Regions from separate parts of the Zea mays genome. Here region 1 is linked to region 2. Evidence: chromatin contacts called from public Hi-C data. All regions are on one chromosome and are shown on one strand. Each heading gives the region's core, a stretch centred on a gene start, on an enhancer-like site or on the middle of the called end of the contact. The rest is flanking DNA. Distances are from core to core; before and after follow the strand shown. Region 1 holds the start of LOC100283050. Region 2 holds the start of LOC100284274 (mitochondrial 2-oxoglutarate/malate carrier protein).

Region 1 (6,753 bases), core at 3,445-5,944, 220 kb before region 2:
CATCATTAATTAGTTACCAGTCAAACTGTAACCTAAATGTATTACTTAACGCTAGTCCAATTATGCTATTAATAAAAGAAGTATGTGTTGGTCACTTGTTATCAAATGTTGTGAATCAAGAACAAGGCAACACGATTGTTATGCATTAGGGACCTTCGTCCTTCGAAGCATTATATCCCTTCGGATATAATGATCTTCAGACGAAGGTTATGAAGGACATATCTTCATCATTAGCAAGAATGGGAATTCATAGAGATAATATATATGTCATTTATCCATATATTTGTTTCATGAAAAACATATGATTATTAATAGAATCTATATTACATTGATACTTTCGACTTGTTCGAAAGTGTTGACGCAAGAGCGATTACAATCCAGCGTCAACAGTACGGTGGTACTGTTCACCTATTTATAGGCACGAGACACAGCCCGGGTAAAAATACATTTATGACCTTAACATTTATTCATAACTGTAACATAAATCATTAGGGACTAGCTAGTATTTTCCTCTTCGGCTCAGCATCATGCTTGATCTTCGACACCGCTTTAAATCGAAGTTGTTACTCGGCTATAGCTTCGGCATTCATTGTTGTCATTTTCGGGCTATGTCTTCGTTTTGAAGACCTTCGGCGGAGGAGAAGACTCCCATCATGAGTCTTTGTTTGTGACGAAGCTCCTGTAATAATCAACATTATACTAGAAACAAATGGTTAGTCGTGTTTTTCAGGACCCTTGGAAGAGGAAGGCCCCCAACAGTAGCCCCTTGCAGTATTAGTTTGTTTCTTTGTAACAAATTTAGATTGTGACATGAACAAAGGCCTTTAGCTGAAGGTCCGAAAAAACACCTTCCCTTCGCTAGAATAGCGAATCGTCTTAATCGTGGAACCCACCGCTCAGTGGTGCTTTGTGTATATATACAGAGGCTTGCGCTATGAATATTTTTCGTGCTATCTAGCTCTTTGTGTTGTGATTGCCGTTTTAGCTTTCTTCTTCTATGTGCGTAACTATTTTTTGAGCTTCGGCTTTTGTTGTGATCATCATCGAAATTGTCGAACATAAGAAGACTGTAGACCCCACACTTGCAGGTTTTAACGAAGCTATGAAAAGGACCAATGTTGAAAAAAAATCACTGATGAAATGTTGGCTGGGCTATCTGGGGATTCCAGCGACAGTGATAGTTTTGATGTGGAGAGCGATAACGAAGATGCCGAAGATCGGCCATAGAGGCCGAGTCATGTTGTTTTTTGAAAAATCCATTGTTAAGCAAGGACAGATGGAAGCGATGAAGGGAAAATATTTCCATGATATATCCATTGTGAGGGCTGGGGAAGAGAGTATCGTTCCTCTTCCTGAAACAGACGAAGTAATGGTTTTTAAGAGTTTTATGAAGGCTGGGTTTTGTTTTCCCTTGCACGAGATGCTGGTTGAAGTGTTAAAGACATTTGAGATATACCTTCATCAGCTTACTCCCGAAGCTTTAATTAAAGTGGGGGCTTTTACTTGGGCCATGAGGAGCCAAGGGCTGGAGCCAGATGCCAAATGTTTCTGCAACATTCATGAATTATCCTACCAGACAAAAGCAACTGGGAAGAAACAGTATCACAACAACTTCGGGTGCTACAGCTTTGTGCACCGCTTTGATGTGAGGTATCCCGTGCCGACATTCCAAAAGAAGTGGTCGGACACTTGGATGAAACAGTGGTTCTATGTGAAGAATGATCTGAGTGAGAGGGAAGATGTGAAGGGTATTATCCAGCGTCCCATACGGTCACGCTTCGGCATCAGAAGGCCATCAATTACAAGTGGAAACGAAGTGCAAGCGTGTTTGATGGCTTTCAACACTGTGTGTACTTACATCGGTACCAGAGATTTGGTACAGGAGCATAATGCTTACAAGGTTTGGTCACTCGTTAATGACTGGGAAATGCCGAAGGAGTGTTCTGCCGGTTCTAGCGAAGGTGGCTTGGTTTACCTGAGATATACTAAACGTTTTAGAAATCAGTTTGATGAGCCAAATGATGACTGGCTTGAGGTTGTCGAAGCTACCAGTGACGAGCTGCTGGGAGCTTACACGAAGGTAGAGGATGAAGCTATGACCACTGCCTTCGGCGCTCACGGAAAGAGGAGGTTGAATAGAGTTTTTGATGTGATTGGATATTTTTATCCTGATTACTGCTTTCCTGCTCGAAAACAAGGGTTGAAAAGAAAAATGGCAGCCTCATCCTCTTCCACCGCGCCTAAGCTGAAGAAGGTTAAAATTTTAACTCATAGGCCGAGGCCACATTCTATAAAAAGGACAGCCGTAATACCTGATACAAAGAGGATAGAGATTGCTGAACAGGCCGAAGCTATCCCCTTAGCTTCGGAGACGATTCCTGTTGTGACGGTCGAAGTTAGTGCCGATCCAGTAGAAGAGTCTGAGATAAAGAGCTCAAAGGCAGAAGAGCAATCAAAACTGTTGAGTCCCCCAACCACAACTGGGTTGCCGAGGCTAACAACTGCTGTAACAATGATTCCTAAGAAAAGGAGGATGGCCAGTGTTTTGGATGTTGTTTTGAAGTCTACAAATATTCCAACTCCTGCTTCTATCGAAGCTCCCAAAAATAACGTTGAAGAGTCGAGAGAAGTACCCACTGCAAGTGCTTCTCCCACTTACACTGAGGCTAAAGCTTCGAGGGTTAAGCTAGCAGAACTAGCGAAGGAAAGTCTTCATGAAAAGCCAACATTGCCTACTCCTGAAGCACCTTCCCAAGTTGATTCAAAATATATTGTTCGTCATGCTTCGGGGAAGCAACTATCCGAAGATCAAATTGCCGAAGTGCAACATTATGCAAGGAATCTTAAATACCCTTGGGGATCCTTAGTTTATAGAGGGAGCGACGAAGACGACTTCCTTTACTGTCTACCAGACAGGAAGGAGATTGATGTTTGCCGGGAAATGATGGACAACATGGGATACCTGAAGCTTGAGCATGGTCTGTCTGTAATGACGAAGGACCAACTTGTAGATAGTCTCGCTTATAACAGCCTGAAAGTTTGTTTATTTTGCCTTCATATTTGGTAATTTTTATTATGATGAACGATTTTGTGGTGATAATTATTATCGTTATTTGTACATTCTTTGTTTGTCAGGGTCTAATTCTTAGCAAAGCTTTAAAGGCTCAGAAAGATGCAGAAGATGAGAGCAATCAGATGGCAATTAGAAACCTTCGTTCGGAGGTTATAACTTTGAGAAACGAAGCTCTCGAGAAGGATAAGATCCTGCTCTCTTTGGTGGAAAGATTAAAATCTAGTGAAGCTAGGCTTTCTAGCCTTTCCGAAGCAGAGCAGAGGGTAAAGGTGTTTGAAATGAAGCAACAAAAAATGTGAAGCGCATTGCTGACTTGGAGTATGCGCTATTTGTTCAAGTAGAATTGCACAGATCTGAAGTGCAAGGATTGAAAAAGAAACTCGATGAAGTGACTGAAAATTTCAATGTCGAGCAAATAAAGCGCGAAATATCTGATACTCAACGGCTGAGAGTTCAAAAAAATGTCGAGGAGCTTCGTCAAGCAAAAGAGGAATGCTACAATGTTGCCCTGGAATGTTGTAATAAATTGGAAGATAGCTTTGCCAAAATTGGTGCGTTCTCTACGGGGCAAAATTTTATTCGTGGCTATCCTGATTGAGTTATTCGGTGGATTAGCGGCGAAGCCGAAGGTTTTGAGGAGATTCTCGGTGATAGGGGAGACTTATACGCCTTCATCGGCGCCTGCGGAGCTGTGTCACTCCTTGAGAAGGTTGGCTCTGCGAGTATGCAAAGACTGTGGTTTAGCCAGGATTCTCGATCTCAGCCAACGACATTAAGAACCCTTCGGCCGAAGCCGCTGCGCTAAGTGGAAAGTTTTATTCCGAAGTCTGGTTGAGAGATGGCCGAGAGGTAGCTGACGAAGCTATCAGAAAAATGAGAAAGAGTCTCATGCTACTTTGGAAGAGACCCAGAAAACTGAAGAAATTGCAGAACGTACAAGACTTTAAGTATATCTATCGTGACCTAGCAGCTTCGTAAATGTACGGCAAAAGAAGGGAGGTACATCCAAAAACAAGAATGAGAAAATGTAAATCATTTATATTTATATAATGTTTGGGACGGACTTGGACTCTTTGTGCGCGAATCTTCTAGCGTTGTTTCATTAACATGGCTATAGAGAGATACTGCCTGCTCTTTTCTATGCAGGTGCAGGTCTACCCACGTCGAAACATATTAGCAGCTCCACTACACATATAAGCTGAGGGTATAATTCGCTATGGCGTACTAACCGGCCGGGCATTGAAACAGGGATCATCACGAAGATACGTTCGTGTGTACAGTAATAATGATCTACGTACTCTCTTCCTTTGTACATATACGTGCGATTTACGCGTATCATTACCCAAAATAGTGCGATTCACCCGTATCATTACCCAAAATACTGTTTTTACTGTAAATTGTATTGTTCGTAGAATAAAGTTTGAATATGATTACGTGGACCACTAAGAGTAAGTTGATGTCAATAACCTAATCAGTAGGCCAGCGAGGAAAAGAGCTCGAGCCTTCAGCAAGATCAGTAACCCCATTTTAAACCGGGCTGGAGCCATATCCCAACCGCAGCATAAACAGGATATAAACAGGAGCCAAAGCGACACCACCCTTTCGCTCTCGCTCTCGCCACAGGGCGACAGGTGCGCGTAGCCAGGAGACACGGCTAGATTGGTAGTAGTAGAGCGAGAAGCAGAGAGAGAGAGAGAGAGATGTGTTTGTGTGGCTACATCATCTCCCCAAGGGCACAGGCACAGGCACAGCAGCCGCTTGCCTGCCTGCAGGCTGCTGCAGGCTGCTGCCGCGCAGCAGTGCCGCTGCCGATGCGTCAAAATTAGCAGCAGGGGAGTGTGCACAGTTCACGGTCTGCTCTCTTTCTCTCTCTTCCCCTATTACGAGTCCCAGCAGCTAGAACAACACAAACCCTCTCCTGTAGCTAGATGTGTGGTAGTAAGCTCTCGCTGTTAACCTCGGCAAAGAACCTACTGGAAGTCGGAAGGGAAAAAGCAAAGTAGGAGTAGCTAGCTAGTATAGCAAACAAGCTCCCCCGTGTGCCGACGAGCCGCCGACTAGGTCAGCCGCCATGGACTTCGACGAGCACGATGACGGCGACGAGGAGATGACGCCGATGCCCGTGAGCTCGAGCTACGATGCGCCGATGCAGCCGGGGCTGGGACTGGGCGGAGGAGGCGGCGAGACCCCGAAGCACGGGGATTCTGCTGGAGCCGGGAGCTTCAGGACGCCGCCAGCAGGCGGCTTCGGGGGAGGAGGCGCAGGCGCAGGCGCAGGCGCAGGCGGTGGCGGGGCCACCAGGTACCGGGAGTGCCTCAAGAACCACGCGGTCGGCATCGGCGGGCACGCGGTGGACGGCTGCGGCGAATTCATGGCCGCTGGCGAGGAGGGCTCCATCGACGCGCTGCGCTGCGCGGCCTGCGGCTGCCACCGCAACTTCCACCGCAAGGAGTCCGACAACTCGCCAGCGGGAGGCGGGGGCGTCGCGCCGCCCGATCCCGCCGCCGCCCTGTCCCCGGCCGCCATCACAGCCTACGGCGCCGCCGTGGCGGCGCACCACCACCAGTTCTCCCCCTACTACCGCACCCCTGCCGGGTACTTCCTGCACCAGCAGCTGGCGGCCGCCGCCGGGCACATGCAGCGCCCGCTCGCGCTGCCGTCCACCTCCCACTCGCTGGGGCGCGAAGAGGGCGACGACGTGTCCGGGCTGATCGGCCCCATGGTGGTGGCGCCCATGATGGGCATGTCGCTGGGCCCGGGCGGCGGCCCGTCGGGGGGCTCGTCCGGCGGCTCGGGGTCCGGCAAGAAGCGGTTCCGCACCAAGTTCACGCAGGAGCAGAAGGACCGGATGCTGGCGTTCGCGGAGCGGCTGGGGTGGCGCATCCAGAAGCACGACGAGGCCGCCGTGCAGCAGTTCTGCGAGGAGGTCTGCGTCAAGCGCCACGTGCTCAAGGTGTGGATGCACAACAACAAGCACACCCTCGGCAAGAAGCCATGACCGACCGCCGGCCATTCGCTTCGCGCCGGCGCCTGCACTGTGTGCTAGCTAGGTACACCACCACTGATCGCATTGCATCATGGATCTCCTCCTCTCTTTCTCAGCACCGTATTGCTTGCTAGCCTTTTTTTTTTGGGGGTACTCCTCTCCTTGCCTTCCTTTTTTTAGAGTTTTAGCTAGAAATGTAAGCTAGCTACTTAGGTCAGTAGCGAGCAGCAGTTCTTGGATTTTAGCTACGATGGAGAAGACGGCCGTTGTTCTCTTGTCATCTTCATTATTTTATTGTACTTCTTTGGCTGTGTGTGTGTGTGTTTCGTAGATGAGACGATCATGACGTTGGTGTTGGGAAGGAGGAGGGCAGGGCATGGCCATTTGCCGATTTGGATGGATCTTGGAGATGTACGAGTCGCTTTTGTGTTTGCAATTTAAAATTTAGATCGTGTCTGGGGATTTGGGTTGCATGCATCGCCCCTCCTCGTGCTTGGGACTTGTCGAGAGCCGGGATTATTTTTTCACTCCGCGGCCAGGGCTCCTGTCCTGGGTCCGTCGTCCGTCCACCACCCAGGCAGGCTTTGGCTGCAGCTAGGGCAGAGGCAAGTTCATCATCGATCAGAACTCAGAAGCGTCTGTTCCTAGGGGTTGTTTGGTTTGGTGCCTAAGACGCCACAATGTGCCAAACTTT
Region 2 (6,784 bases), core at 4,088-6,587:
ATTGAGATTAGGAATCAAAGACCCAATTCTTTGGAATTGGACTATAACTAGAACCTCGCTTTCCCACTATAGAGCATCACCCCTCTGCATTGTGTGGAATTGGACCGCACAATTCCAAACTTCAATTCATTGACATCCAAATAATAGAATTAGAATTACATCTCACTTCAATATCATAGCTGATTTGGTATTGAACCCAATTCAATTTCTTGCCCTCCAATATCAACATCCAAACGGAGCATAAGAATAATATAAAGTCCACATGGCATGTGAAAAGGTGGTTGAAATGTATCAGAAAACAAAGAAACTCTAGAGTAATAGCGTTGAACTATATCCATACATCTAAGAATCTGGCGGATAAGTTTACAAAAGGGTCTATCACATAATATGATAGAAGGTGTATCGAGGGAAATGGGCTTGGGATCCACTTGAAGTCATTCTTCGGTGGTAACCTATTCTATGTGACCAAATATTCTATGAATTAGAATGGTGAAACAAGCTAGTGGTTGACTAATGGAGAGACCTCTTATAACAAGGTCCACATACATATTCCTCCTATATCATATGGCAAGTTGATTAAATTCACAAAAAATTCTCTGAGTGGCTTATATAAGCATGAATATTATCCTACAAAATATTTTATAAGGAACATACCTATATGAGTTCGATTGCTGGTCACACCTACGATATATAGATAATATCTAGATAGTCATAAAATGCCTCGAAGTTTGGTTTATATGTTTTAAACAAAGGGGGCGCTTGTAGCAGTCTAGTACCAAAAAACCTTCGGCAAAACTCACTTCACAAAACCGTCAATTCAAAGCATAGTCTATTCTTCAGTTATGAACAAGTGTAATCCTTGTTCTATGTGGATGCTCAACTTAACATCCTCCACTAAAACCCATATTTCAAGGAACAATGGTCTTGAGAGTGTTTAATACATGTCCTAAAATTTGGTGAGACTGTTCGTTATATTGTGCACTTGTCCCATATAAATAATTAGATAAATTCTAATGTATGTATTAAATAAAGTATGTGTCATGGTTTAGTAGCATATGAGATTTTGACTAGATGTTAACTCAACTTATATTATTGAATTCTATTTGTCTATATAAAGATGTTGAGAAAAGTATGATGACGTATGTGTCACACGAGCATATGTCCTATCACTGCCACCATCAAGCCGAGCCTAGTCGACGTGAGGCGTGACATGGCATGGGCATGGGCGTGGGCACCGTTACGGTCATGGTGCGGCATAGCGCGTGGTCTTGATCTTCTGCTCCCGCTCGGTTCTCCTCGCTTCAAGACAAAAGCTCCATCCTGTCATATGTTCGTTTTATTCATTTCATTGGTTTTCCATTGCTTTTGTTGTTGGTCAAGTTCTCTCCATTCCAATTTTTATGCGCACAAGTATTAGAATAGCAAGCCTCCAAAATGAGTGTCGTCCGAGAGTTTAGGGTGAGGGCTGGCAATCATGTTTTTTTTAGAGTATATGTAAGTGACACTATTGCTCACTTCGTCCTCTCTTTCATGGTAATGGTTAACATGGCTACCTATCTACTACACTGTTTATAATAAAAATTATGTTAGTTATTATTCTATATATGTTCATCACGTTTAGAGCACATGTACATATATCCGACGTCATATATTTGTTGACTAACAATTTCTAGATTAAACTACTACTGAAATTGTCTAAATTTTTAAAAGTACGCGTACGTATTCACTGGAAAACGTATCCAGTACAGTACTGTGGCCGTGCTTGCTTTACGACGGGAGTACGGGACATCGGGAAAGGTCCGCACTGCTCGCATGGACAGGTTAGAGCCACCTCTCTAGTCCTTGCGCGCCTTGCCAAATTGCCAGTGCAACGAACGAAGCGAAGAAATCGCTCGCCGCGCCGGCATGGCGCCTCCGTACTCCGTAGTGCTCGCGCAGGACACCCAAGCTGACTTCCAGTTATTCAACGGAGCAGGAGTTAATAAATTAGCTCAAGAGCTGACTTTGCTGCAAACGGCTCTTCAGAAAACAAGCAGTAGATGAACTGCACGGCCAGCAACCAGCCGAGCCAACCAGGGCTGCTCTACTCACGTCTTGACGAGCCACTGTTGAATGTGTCTTGCTCGCGAGTCGCACGTCCTTCTCACGTCACTTGTTACCACGTGTTAGGTAAATGTACATATATTATCTCGTTTCTGAAACCGTCAACAAATCGGCTACAGAGTGGTCACCTGTGACTTTCCTGGCTTAAACCACTTCAAACCACCTTTTAAATTTCTTCAGAACTTTCGGGCTTGGAATATTTGCTGTATGCATATCTCAGCTGAGTGGAACGCCTCCTTTCCACGGGCTTAATTAGTACTCAGCACCATAAAAAGTATACTAGCAAAGTGTCCATATTTATGATCTCGTGATTTCTCGTGCCACCGCACATGCCACCGTCCCGTTGTCATTGCCCAATATCATTCTAGCGGTACCTACCAACAACTTTCCTGTCTTACACCACTCTTTTAGAGCTTTTCGGTTATTTTCAATCCATATAGATTGGAGGGGATTGATACGGATTGAAGGGGATTTTGACTTACTAGGGATTAAAACCTCCTCGGTCCATATAGATTGGGGTAGAACCGAACCAAACCCTTAGATAACGTTTCAGGGTTTGGTTTCAAAATACGTTGGAATAGAGCCGCTCTGCTTCAAATTTATTATTGTTTAGATTGATTCTATATAAAACAGTGTTGTTCTAAAAATAAAATAAAATATGCTAAGAGCAACTTCAAGAGATTAGATATATGGTTTTGTAAAGGTAAATTTAGCTAATATTAAAAGAAAATTGTATCCAATAGATTCTGTAAACGACTCTTCAAATTTAGCGGCTCTCTATTTCTCCATCGTCGCTCTCTAATTTTGGATAACCTACTTCACTCTCTATTCAATCCATAGGTTTACCGAGTCTGTTGGATTAGCCTATATTTTTCTCTAAAATCTATTTTAGAGAGTAGCTAAATCAGTAAATTTGACTAGTCTTTTTAGCTAATTTTTCGGAGTTACTCTAAAATGTTTAACTATTTAGCTTCTCAAAATTTCTCGAACGAAGCGGCTCTCGAGGACACCGAAACCAAACACGCTACCTTAATTTCTTCGGATATTTCAGCCTCGAAACATTTGACATTGTTTTAGTGTAAACATCAAAGGCCCCATTTATTTTAGCAACCGCCCTGTAAAAAAAAAAGAAGAAGACACATTTTGTATTGTTAAGATAAGACTTTGGCTCACGATTGTTATTTCATATACTAATATGGGACAAGTAAACCTTTTGAATGTAAATATAGTTACAACAATTCTATTTGTGCTGTAAAATCTCTATACTGAATAAAAACTATCAAACAAAAGGCCATCCCAAATAAGTGTGACTAAATACGGTATCTACAAAATGTGTGTTCATGTTTGGTTCTAGGGAGTAAAGTTTAACACCAAAATGAACATATGACATGGGACACGTAGTTAAGAGTCTGTTTAGTTCAACTTTTTTCTGAGAATCTAAATATCATAGAGATTATGTGACGAGAATATGGGTGTGAGAAGAAACCAAACAGTAATGTAGTCTTGTAGACATGAACCGAACAGATCCAACACTTTTTTGGAAGGGCACCAGTGCCTTTCGTACCAACTGGCACGAGTAATTGTACTATGCTCTTGCCCCTCCTAGCCCACTACTTTCATCGCATCACGGGGCTAGTGCAGTAGACAAGGAAAAAAAAGACCAAACGGAGCACGTACCATTAGCCTCGCTGCGTTGCTGCCTGCCTGGGGCTCTTCATCGTCCTCCCGATCCAGTTGCCCGGTAGCCCCCTATAAACACTAGCGTCCCAGTCCCAAACAAAAGGCAACCACGGCTGGCTCAGCCCTCTTTCTGGTTACCAACGCAGGAGGCGCAGGACAAGTCCAGGGGCCAGGGCTCAGCTCAGCACCAGTACGTATACGTACGTACTACTAGCTACGCTAGCGAAAGGCACACAGGTTGGTGGACTTGATGGAGCACAGGTTTAATGCACGCTGCTCGCAGGGTCAGACGTGTTGACGCGTTACGGAGAATTGGTGTTCCAGCCCGCACCAGCTGCGACCTAGCGCTCCCCCCGCGTCTCTGGAACGGCTGTACTGGAGGCTGGACCGTGCGCCCACGCGCTCCTTCTAGGCTTCTACTACTAGTCCACCAGTGTGGCACTCCCAGTCCCACCACCAGCCTAGGACCCGTGGCGCGACCGCGAAACGCCGGCCAGGACCCCCCCGCGCGCAAACACCAAACAGACAGACGTCCGGAAGAGTGGAGGTGGTGGGGCCGTGGGAACCGCTCCCAGGCAGGCGGATGCGGCGAGCCGCCAGGCCAAGGCCGGGCGGGATGAGACCTTGGCCGCTCCCCCGCCCGTTCGAGTGGTGGCTCTGGCTCCGTCTGGACGGTGGGCGAGCGGAAATGGCCAGGCGACCGGCCCGCCGCTGAGGCCTGGCATGTGGCGGCTGCGTGCCGCACGGCAACAAACAACAACTTGGCGCCGATCAGGCCGGTGCGAAAGCAATAGCGCGGTACTGCTGCCTGCTGGCTGCTGCTGCTGCGTGCCTGGCTGGACTGTACACTGTGTTGGAACGAGCCACCCATGTACACACGTAATACACACGACCCTGATAGGACGCTGCATCCCGTCTGTTACAATTCCTTTCCTTGGCTACGCGCCAAGGTCTAGCGCGCGCGTGGCCCACCTCACACCCCCGCCGCAGAAAAGCACTTCCCCAATTCCAACGCCTCCGGTGTGTCTTCCCTCCTGTATATGTTTTGTTTTGTTGGCGAGCACGTTCCTGTCCTGTGCGTGCTAGGCAGCCAGCCTCGTCGTCCCTTTTGCGTGAAAAAAGGGGTGGTGAGACGTGAGCCTGCGCTCCCTGCGTCCCTCGGCGCGTGCCGTTGCCCGTTGCCTTCGCTTCGTCCTTCGGGCACCCCCAGTCCCCACGGCCCCACCCTACCAAAACGAATAGAAAAAAAACTCCAGCAAATCCCGCCGCCGTTCGTTTCCAAACCCTAATTGTGGATGGGGCCCACCAAGGCCAGGCCCAAACAGACGGTCCAGATCAGGGCACAGCCGCTCGCGGACGGCCACCAGCCAGCCCGCTGCCCGCCAGCTCTCCTATATGCCCGCGCCGCCGCACGACGCGCGGAAGGACGGAAGCCGTAGGCAGTCGGCCGCGGGCCACCCAACCCACCGCACCGATGACGCGGGCGGCCAGGCCAGGCCCCTTCTCCCCCCCAACTCCGCGTTAAGGCGAAGCGATCCCAGAAAGCAATCACAGCTCGGGCGGCCAGGTCGCCTTCCTCTCCCACCCGCCCGCGCCGCGCCGCGACTGCGAATCTGCCTTCCCCAGTCCGACCGCGAGCGCGAGGCCGTGGAAGCGGAACCCCAACCGCGGAGCCTCCCCCTGTTCGTCTCCTTCCCTGGCCCTTCCCGCACCGCGCCACCCAGCTATAAATTGCGTCCCCTCCCTGCCGCCTTCTTCCCCCACCCACACATCCGACGCCGAGGAAGTAGGAAGCACGACCAGCATATGTCACAGAGGGCCAGCGTCCCACACTCCTCCTGCATAGCCTTCGCGCTCCATTCCCATCTCCTGGTCTCCAGTGAGATGTGCCCCAGCTCCTATTGGCAGCAATAGCTATTCTCCGCCTTCCTTTTTTTCTTCTTCTTCTTCCTTTCCTCCCGTCTGGATTTCGTTTCCGTTTGATCGAGCTGGCTCTCAGCTTCCGTTTTTAGTTTTGTTGGCATCTTTGCTCTCGGATCCGTCTCTCCCTAACTCCTGAAACCCAAAAGGAGAGAAGAAACCGGGCAAGCAAGCGATGGGTGTCAAGGGATTCGTCGAGGGCGGCATCGCCTCCATCGTGGCCGGCTGCTCCACCCACCCGCTGGACCTCATCAAGGTCCGCATGCAGCTGCAGGGGGAGGCGGCGGCCGCCGTGGCGCCGCAGCCGGCGCTGCGCCCGGCGCTCGCCTTCCACGCCGGGGGCCACGCCGTCGCGCTCCCGCACCACCACGACATCCCGGCGCCGCCGCGGAAGCCCGGGCCGCTGGCCGTCGGCGCGCAGATCCTGCGGTCCGAGGGCGCCGCGGGCCTCTTCTCGGGGGTGTCCGCCACCATGCTGCGGCAGACGCTCTACTCCACCACGCGGATGGGGCTGTACGACATCCTCAAGACCAGGTGGGCCCGGGAGAACGGCGGCGTCCTCCCGCTGCACCGCAAGATCTTGGCCGGCCTCGTCGCCGGCGGCGTCGGCGCCGCCGTGGGCAACCCGGCCGACGTGGCCATGGTGCGGATGCAGGCGGACGGGCGCCTGCCCCTCGCGGAGCGCCGGAACTACCGCGGCGTCGGCGACGCCATCGGCCGGATGGCGCGCGACGAGGGCGTGCGCAGCCTCTGGCGCGGGTCCTCGCTCACCGTCAACCGCGCCATGATCGTCACGGCGTCGCAGCTGGCCACGTACGACCAGGCCAAGGAGGCCATCCTGGCGCGCCGCGGCCCGGGCGCCGACGGCCTCGCCACGCACGTGGCCGCCAGCTTCACCGCCGGCATCGTCGCCGCCGCCGCGTCCAACCCCGTCGACGTCGTCAAGACGAGGATGATGAACATGAAGGTGGCGCCCGGCGCGCCCCCGCCCTACGCCGGCGCCGTCGACTGCGCCCTCAAGACCGTCAGGTCGGAGGGACCCATGGCGCTGTACAAGGGGTTCATCCCCACCGTGATGCGC

The links. A called contact is a pair of places that touch in the nucleus more often than the background predicts.
Region 1: a Hi-C map of leaf shows a contact between it and region 2, with 4 times the contacts expected there. The contact joins the promoter of LOC100283050 here to the promoter of LOC100284274 in region 2. A contact is called at or near these places in 3 of 25 Hi-C or Micro-C datasets (ear, leaf and tassel).

What each region holds. Positions count from the first base shown.
Region 1 is chr1:205,232,209-205,238,961 of Zm-B73-REFERENCE-NAM-5.0, reverse strand. LOC100283050 reads left to right here and starts at 4,694. Exons shown (of 1, transcript NM_001155952.2): 1 at 4,694-6,450. The coding sequence starts at 5,145. The coding sequence ends at 6,071.
Region 2 is chr1:205,011,372-205,018,155 of Zm-B73-REFERENCE-NAM-5.0, reverse strand. LOC100284274 (mitochondrial 2-oxoglutarate/malate carrier protein) reads left to right here and starts at 5,337. Exons shown (of 1, transcript NM_001370620.1): 1 at 5,337-6,784. The coding sequence starts at 5,879.